Regions from separate parts of the Xenopus laevis genome. Here region 2 is linked to region 1. Evidence: chromatin contacts called from public Hi-C data. All regions are on one chromosome and are shown on one strand. The core of a region is the stretch at or near the end of the contact, and the rest is flanking DNA. Distances in the headings are between cores, read along the strand shown.

The links. Hi-C and Micro-C count contacts between places; a contact is called where the count stands out from the background.
Region 2: a contact with region 1 is called in a Hi-C map of the XTC cell line, with 2.5 times the contacts expected there. The contact joins the promoter of LOC108719140 here to the enhancer-like site in region 1. A contact is called at or near these places in 2 of 4 Hi-C or Micro-C datasets (the XL177 cell line and the XTC cell line).

The regions. Positions count from the first base shown.
Region 1 is chr6L:97,098,482-97,103,090 of Xenopus_laevis_v10.1, forward strand. It overlaps LOC108719140 (glucose-fructose oxidoreductase domain-containing protein 1), which reads right to left. Exons shown (of 2, transcript XM_018267801.2): 2 at 143-1,453. The coding sequence ends at 534. Among protein-coding and RNA genes, the nearest start is that of LOC108719140, 43 kb to the right of the region's middle. Within about 2 kb of position 2,095, at least 1 of the 7 cell types and tissues checked has an H3K27ac peak or open chromatin away from gene starts, as enhancers often do.
Region 2 is chr6L:97,141,396-97,146,004 of Xenopus_laevis_v10.1, forward strand. LOC108719140 (glucose-fructose oxidoreductase domain-containing protein 1) reads right to left here and starts at 2,429. Exons shown (of 2, transcript XM_018267801.2): 1 at 1,681-2,429. The coding sequence starts at 1,933.

The sequences.
Region 1 (4,609 bases), core at 845-3,344:
CTTTTGAAAAATGGATTTCAATGTCTGCTGGAGCGGAACTATTAACTTGTTTTGTAAAAGACATGTTTTCCAATGACAGTATTCCTTTAAGTATCCCTTTTAAAGTCTGGACATCACTGAAGCATACTGAGGCATTGAGATTACTTGTTTCATATCTCATTTAACATCTCAGGTAAATGTTCAGTACAGGTTTCATAATACAATCCAGTGACAGTAACATTCACATTTTGCAAAGTTTTTATACAAGCATCCTGTACAGAAATGTAGACATGTTCAGTGATAACCCGTTTGTTTTCAATACACAAGACAAAATAATATAATTTCTTTTTTGTGTACCAACCCAACCAAAAAATACATTCTCATACAAGTTCACAGTTTTATCTGATATGGACAGAGAAGGATTTGTTTCTTTCTGGAAACAGCAATGAATCCAAGATAAATGCATTGCGTCACAAAGCTGCATCATTCACCCTGGCACAAGTTTGTTTTTAAGTGCCTTAAAATCCATATTCTAAGTTCAAGCGATTTCTAAGCTAACAATACAAAGACATTCTGCTTCTGCGCATTGCTTCGCTAATTAAATAGGCAGGACTCAGTTCAGGTTCTTCAGTCATTATCACAATATTCTGCCATTCACCAATCTGATTAGATTTTTTAATGGTGTCAACTACGCATAAAGCATACAGACAGTCATCGAATGTGGCAGCCATGGTCAGCGGCCTACCATCCCATGTTCTCCTGTCATCCTGGTCTTGAAATGCCTGGCGCACGGCCTGTACCAATTTAATAGTTCCTCTAAGATATGGGGATGGAATGTCACTAAATGCCTTTTCGGGTAAAAGAGAGTTGCTGACAGGGGTTGAGTCTTTTAAAAGCAGTTCACGGTCAGAGGAGCTGTTTCTTTGTCCATAAAGGTCTATCCCTGTTACAATGAGTCGACCAGCTGAGCCTACAACAATGACATCTTGCTTGAACTCGCCGGGGACATTGAAGTTAAGAGTGACAGTGCAGCACACTCCTCCTTCTAGCACCATTTGAAATGTACAAAAATCATCGCTGGTAATCTGACGTATACCTTTTATATGATCTGTCTGCTTCACAAAGGTCTTCAGGAGTCCGTGAACTTTCACAGCTTTTTGACTGGTTAAGAAAGTCAGCAAGTCAATGATGTAGCTCCCTACGGAGTGCAGACCACCTCCACCCATGAGATCATCACAACTCCAGTTGTACTTCTTTCCCAGAAGACTTCCACTGTGGACCTGAACCTCACACACTTGAAGGTCGCCTACATAGCCTTCCTGTATTAGCTGCTTCATCTTCACAAAAGCAGGAAGAAACCGTAAGACATTTCCCATGATGCTCATCAGCTTGGGGTAGTAGTGTGCAGCTGACATCATTCTAAAAGCATCCAATGGGGTAGCTGTTCGGTCACAAATAACATTTTTCCCAATGCCTAAAAGACAGAAAAGGAGAAATAATCTTAAAAAAAATTCAACATATGCAAACTGTCCTGCAGATAAAAATGGTAGTTATTGTCCCTTATACGACAAGCTAAGGTGAGAAGTTCTCCAATTTCATATCATTATAAGAAAGGGTAAATTAACCTTCAGTATGACAAAGGCAGCAAAGTTAGAATGTAATTACAGAAGTGGGTCCGAAAAGAAAGATACACAGAAAAATTAATAAATGCATGGGACCTATTATCCCAAATGCTCGGGACCTGGGGTTTTCCGGATAAGGAATCTTTTCGTAAATTAAATCTCTATACATTACGTCTACTTAAAATTCATTTAAACATTTAATAAACCCAATAGGATTATTTTTCCACTAATAAGGATTCATAACATCTTAGTTTGGATCAAGTACAAGGTACTGTTTTATTTTTTTACTGAAATCAGTTTTAAACATTTTAATTTAAAATGGAGTCTATGGGAGACAGCCATACCATGATACAGGTTTCCGGATGCTGGATCCCATACCTATACTAACAATTAAATAGCACAGTGACCCCAGCAACCAGAGAGCATATCAATGTGATGTTACCGTTCCCTTGTGAGTGTTATTACAGCATATGGTGCATGGCTGGTTTATTATTTTAGCCCCATCTATGGCTCTACTGCACCTACAGCTTCATTACCCTGTGTGTGTGTACAAGCCTTTGTTGTTTTATACGGTTCAGAGGAAAAGCAACCATTTCCTTTCGTTTGATATCAGGCAGCAAACAATAAACATTTTGTGAAGGATTCAAATTAGAACCACAATGTTTTCCGCTGGTATTAAACAATTCTAATGAGAAGAAATTCCTCAGCTCATGTCCACAGAGACTGAATATCTCAATAATGCTGCTGTCATAAGCTCACAATGGGCAATGAATAACTAAATGCATTTGGGATTTGGCTGAAACATCATCATCATTTATTTCAGACCTCACCAACCAACTGGCAGTCTGTGGATGCTGGGAAATTCCAGAGGGGTTGCCGTAAGACGCCACAGATTGTCACTATTTATTGTGCCTATGGTAGGTTGTTTGGGCAAAAGTTCTCTTGAACTACTATGGCCTATTTTTGAATCCCAGGCTGAACCTGCTATCCATACACCAATCACAAAAGGGAACATAGCATTGCAGTGTGGGCCTCATATATATGCTGATGGCATCATAGGCTGACTGAATTTTCAAGTCAGCACATTAACATTCTGTAGATCTCAGCTGAGAAACCAATTGTTTTTTGCTCCCATGTGTGGTTTTTCTTGCACAGTTAAGGGGGCTCTGTCTGGCCCACCAAGAGGAATCTGTGTTCCTCCGTCCTTTTTAGTACTGTAGTGGACTTCAGATTGGAGAAGCATTTGGGTGTGATGAGAACCAGTACTTGGTATATATTAGTGTGCACAAGAAAGTATAATATTGACTTGCACATGGTGTCATACAAGGCCAGTTTAGTGGAATTAGCATGTTGCCAGCTGGCATATGCCATGAGAACCAGTAGCAGGTACACATGATACCATACAGGCCAGTCTTGCACTTACTCCCTTAGAGAGTTTTAATTTTCAAGACAAAAAGGCACAGCATGTGCAGTGCATTCATCATATAAAGATTGTTAAGGCTTCACAGAATGTGAATATTATACATCAAGGGGTTATGTAATAAAAGGCAAATAGAAGAGGCCAGTCCTATGCTCAATTTTATCTGATTCATTAAGAATTCTATTGCTTCATTATACATTTTACAAAGGGACTAAGTTTTACCTGCAACTTACTAGCTGCTTTCAAACTTGGCTGGTTATGTAATAAAAGGCACTAAGTTTGCCCAGATGCAGTAACCGAAAACAACAAGCTACTAGTTGCGGATCTCTACGTGTATGGCCACCTTAAGGTTTCATGTAGCTAAACAAGGCTCTCTGCTGGTGGGAGAGATAAGGGCAATTCTAACACATAAACATCTAACACTAAAAACAATTGCAATCCAAAGTTTTCCACTAAGTAACTTTAAGGATTTAAACCTATATAAACATACAAAATAATCCCACTCTTATTCTTAACGGAAGACATGGTCAATGGAGTGTAAAACCTAGGTGCAGTATTACAATGGAGGAAAGTTTGTAGGTAAAAATGTGCTTGTTGTGTACCACTTTACTATGATGTAAGTTTTAAATACACAATGTTATATTAGCAAGTTGTAACATGAAGTTTGTATAAAAAAAAATCACAGTATTTATGTGCTTATCACCCAGACATTCCAAGACATTCACAGAGTTTCAGCAATGTCAGTTCCCAGAAGCAGCCTCCTTAGAGACAAACCAGGTGCAGTAGCTGGATGAATAGATATTTGGCTGACACCAAACAATGCAAAAACCCCTGTGAGAACCTTGTGGTCATAAAAAATAAACTGAATGAGAAAGTATTAGTACAAAAGGTGTCACTAAAAATGATCTGTTCTGTAAACGCATTTTGCTCAGAGATCCTGGAGCTCAAGGTTGCATAAGATCCTCTGTTGGTCAAACTGCAGAAGTAAAGAAGCTGCAGCTGTGCAAGCACCTTGCTTTTACCCTTTACCCGAGGGGGGGGGGTGAAAAGGGGGATTTAGAGTATGGGAGAAGTGAAGAGTGCCTGCAACCCCACCAATTAAAATCACAGGGGGTGCCATATGCTAGGACAGGTATGGGATTTATTATCTAGAATCATCATGATTTATTTATATAGCGCCACGTTACGCAGTGTTTTACATTAGATGATGAACAGGTAACAAACAGTAAATAACAAAACAAAGAGTACAATATGATTAGAGGGCCATACTTGCAAGAGTTTACAAACTAAAGGGTTAGGGTACAATTGAGATATAGGGATTTTAGAAACAAATTTCTGATTTATAATATGACTGCTTAATTAAGATACATTGAATAAGCTTCCCTAAACAGGTGGGTCTTTAGGCAGCATTTGAAAGTTTGGAAAGAAGGAACAAGTCTGATGGCTCGAGGCAGATAGTTCCAGAGAAAAGCAGAAGCCAGAGTGAGGTCTTGCAGATGAGAATGGGCTGAAGTGATGAGAGGAGAGGTGAAGGTCAGAAGCAGAGCGAAGGTTGTGTGAAGGAGCGTATTTGGAGATCAAGGATGAA
Region 2 (4,609 bases), core at 1,179-3,678, 43 kb after region 1:
CGGTTCAGCACCTGTTTAAAAGGAATGCTATAATAATGATTCCTCTTTACTTATATTTGTTACATTTCAAGACAAGGAGAAAATAAGGGAATAAAGTAAACAGATCAATAGGCCCTGTTTTTGAGAGCTCAGACTTTGTTGACTGTATGATTTTTACCAGCTATATCCCATGTTAGGTACCAGCACAAGTAGAATCATGTAGATTCACACCCAATCCAAATTTACCACTCAGTCCCTCTACCCAACCTGCAACAGCTTCACCCCCAGCCAGAAACACATACCGGTAAGCGATAGCATTATAAATACAGATGTTATCCGAGGGCTAGTGGAAAGCTGGAAGGAAGATGGATATGCTAATCTGAGAGACGTAAAACAAAATGCTCTGCAAGAGCCAAGTCAACAGATCCACACCAGCATCTAACTACCCACCAAACATTGCAATGCAGTATGCAGGTACCCAACCCAAGGCAGGACTCTGAATGAAGGTCTCATAAATAGAGAATTGTTCTTTAAGCATATACAGACAGATTTCTGATTTCAAGATTTACTTGAACAAAAGTGAGGGAATCAATCCCTGGGTGCCAGGATTTTGCATTCTATGGTTCATCTGCAGCTATTACAGAGGTGAACACAATACAGCTGACAATAGCAAATAATAGGCCAAAATATCACTTATATTTGTGACAGCCACTGCAAGTGGTTCTGTAGCAATGCTTCCCATATCTTTCCTTCTTACCAGGTATTGGAGCCCTTCCAAATAAAACAACACAGTTATGGACTAAGGAATATTAATGCCCAGTGTCGGACTGGGATGCCAGGGTCCCACCAGAAAACCTTAGACCGTGGGGCCCACTTTCCAAATTATTATTCCTCCTTTCCTCACTCAAATTCTTTATTCTCCTAGTCTTTTATATCTACTTACTATATTCTTCCATTATTAAGCATTTTCCCCATAAAGGAATAGGGAATGACTATGAAATTGGCTAAATGGTTAGAAGCACACCTGACACCTGGGTCCACCGGGAGTTTTCCTGGTATCCCGGTGGGCCAGTTAATGCCCTGGTAATTGGCTATATTAAGCAGGTTGAAAAGTAAAACATCTTCCGGCATTGCATTTAGCCCAAAAGTAGCTTCACTGCACCACATGAGACCTAAAAAATACTGTACATCCTGATACTGGTACAGAGAAATGTCAGGTGACAGTGTAGAATAAGAAGAGCTGTGTGCAAAAGCGCCACATTAAACAGAGTATCCAAATTTCCAGCCCCCAGTTGTCCTTGACCTACTGCCAGCAACTCTTTATAACCATACAGTGAGTGCCACCAAGGGAAAGGCAAAATAGCAAATATTTTATAAAGAAAATTATAAACAAGGCAATGTTAATAATGTTCAAAGGTATTCAGTGTGAGCACTGATCAAACATCTGCCTGAAAAACCATGTGAACAAAGGGATGATGAATAATAAAATGCTGCCAAGCACTAGAGGCAGAAAGTTAAAGGCTCACTAATGAGGGCACAGCTGGGTGCCCAGTGTAATCGCTGCCCATTCAGATTCCTTTGCACACACACACACACATTGGGAGAGTCCCTAGCAGTGATCCCCGGTGACACTTGCGTAAAGGTCATGCACAATAGTGATCAGATCAGCACCGGGACTTGTTGCTAGTCAATTGCACTCACCCAGGGTTTTCACAGCGATCTGCTTGGTGAGAGGAGGTGGCAGGTTGATGCAAACCAGATCCACGTCCTGGTGCAACAAAACGTCGTCGATGCGGTTAGTGTAGAAAGGGACACTCATCTCCTTAGCCAGCTCCTCGGCTTCCTCCTGTGTCCTTCCCCATAGCGCCTTCACCGAGAAGCCCTCGTCCTTCAGCAGCGGAATAATCACCCTCGATGTCAGGCTTGTGCCGAAGACCCCTACCCCGGGCAGCATAGCTGAGCAGAGCCCTGACAGGGAACAGACGGGAGCTGGGTGCTGCAGCCGCGTGCACTATACAGAAAGGAAGTCCTAATACAAATGCAAACCCTTCTTCTTGCTCCCCTCACCTCTCAGAATGGAGGGGCCACATCCCCATCTCTGCCCTCCATGCCCAGCTCATGCCAGGATCCACCACTTCCTCTTGGGAAACTACAACGCAATGTCGGAAAGGATGAAACAAAAAAGAGGCTGGATAAAGCTGCTCCCAATAACACAAGTGCGCGTGTTTGTAGGAAGCTTGGGAGCAGCTCCCGGAATGAAAGAGAGGATGGTGCAGCTCTGGCTCCGTGTTAGCTTTTCTCTGTCATCATCACAGGCGCTTCGTACTGGCAGGGGGAGGAGCCAGCTGCTGTCACCTAATGTGGAGGGGATGTCTTTTCCTGCAACGCCCTCTCTGCTACTTGCAATCCCATTGGCTCCCATTGGCTAGGGTTGTGTTTAACTGTTGCCTTCCTTCCTAGTGACAGTCACTGCTGAGAAGGTGCAGGGAAGCAGTCTGTACATGTTTCCTGTGATGGACCTACAAGCCGCTCAGCCTCACCCTTTTTAAGGCAGGGTGCGCCTTACAGGAAATAGTTATTAGACGACAACTGGGTCTTTCAAGACTTGGCCCTAGTGCATCGTTATATTGTCGGGCCACCAACACATATTCTCAATAAGATATAGGGGTTGTGCACCTTTTGATTAACTTTTAGTATCTTATAGAATCGCCATTTCTAAGCAACTTTTCAATTGGCCTTCATTATTTTTTTTTATACTTTATAAAAAAAAATATATATATATATATATATATATATATGTGGGTGATATCCAGGGCCGGACTGGTGCAGTTGGGGCCCACCGGGTTCTGAACCACGGGGGCCCCGTGCGCATTAGCAAAAGCCGGTGCGATGTGTGCATGCGCGAAAGGCAGATGCACCGCGCGCATTGGCGAACAACCGGCCCACCGCGTGCATGCGCTACCGGGACGCACACTTTGCCGCAGAAATGTTATATTCTCCGGGGGCCAATCTAGGACCGGTCTGGGCCGGCAGAAAATAACCCCAAAAAGTGCATTATATTGACATCACCCTCCCCCAGGGCCAGACTGACAATCAGTGGGTTCGGGCAAATGCCAGAGGGGCTGCTATAAGGTGCCATAGAAAGTCAGTATTTAGTGGGCTGTTTGGGCCTTTATGTGGGCTGATTGGGCCTCTGTGTACCTGAAATGCCAGGGCGTATTTTAATTCTCAGTCCGGGCCTGCCCTCCCCCCCCATAAAATATCAAAAACACACAATGCCCCAAACATCTGCTATGGGCCACTTTGTAATCCTAGGTAGCTAATGACTACAGCTAACTGCAGACTAGAGTAAGTGCTGCCACCAAATGCAAGTGAGGAAGACAAGTTACTCAAAACCACACTTAGACTAGCCAGCCAAGAACTTTGACTTTTTCTACAGCTTCACTTAGAAACAGAGCAAAAATTACAGTACAGGTATAGAATCCGTTATCTGGAAACCCGTTATGCAGAGAGCTCTGAACTACAGGACAGCAATCTCCCATAGACTCCATTTTATCTAAATAATCCAACTTTTTAAAAATGATTTTTTTTCTGTAGCACAGTCAGGCCCGATTTGTGGCAAGGCCACGAAGGCCCAGCCGTAGGGCGGCAAAATTTTAGGGGGGGCATGCCGCCCAGCTGCATTACGAATGCGGTGTACCCCATTGCTATGGCGCATGAGCGGACAGCAGGTGCTAGGACCGCAAGGCCTTGCACAGTTTCTCTGTGTTCACAGTACCAAGTACTTGATCCAAACTGAAATATAATTAATAATTATTGTAAGCAAAACTATTGGGTTTATACAATGTGTAAATGATTTTCTAGTAGACTTACATTTTTAAGATTCAAATGACGGAAAGATCCTTTATACAGAAAGCGTTCTGGTTAACAGGTCCCATAACTATTTTGCTTTAATTCTGTCTATATAGCTAACGACCATGTCATGCGTTAACTGAATGGTATATTTGGACTCACTGGCATAACTATAGAGGAAGCAGAGCCCGCAACTTCACAGGGGGCCCGGGGAAAAGGGGGCCCCGGGTTGCAGGGTCTATTTCCTCTACGGTGTTGAAATCCCCCTCCCGCCATTTTCTTTTCCTTTAAATTGACGCGCTCCTTGCACCTCAACATGCGTGAAAGCAGCAAGCACGAGGGGGGGGTGCATACGGGATTCCCTACGCACTCCAGGCACACTGTTGTTATGCCCCTGCTTGGACTATAACCCCCCAGAATGTATACAACAGTTAGTGTCTAATGTATTAAGTGGCCTATTCAAGAATTTTATAAAAGTGAAATAGATACTGTATCAGTAAATATTGTCCTTTTACATCTTTTTTTAACCCTGAATCACCATTTTATGATATTCTCTGTGCTCCCCCAGAGATCATGTGACCAGAAATAATGCAACTCTAACTATAATAGGAAAATTTGTTTGAGTAAAATAAAAAACTTTGTTTATTAATTGGCTCATGTGACATAACATGTATGCGTGCCCTCAATTTGTTTGTGTGCAGGGTGAATTGTATGATCCCGGGGGTGACCCTTATTAGTTCTTAAAATGGAAATTTTCTATTTAGGATAACCCAATGAC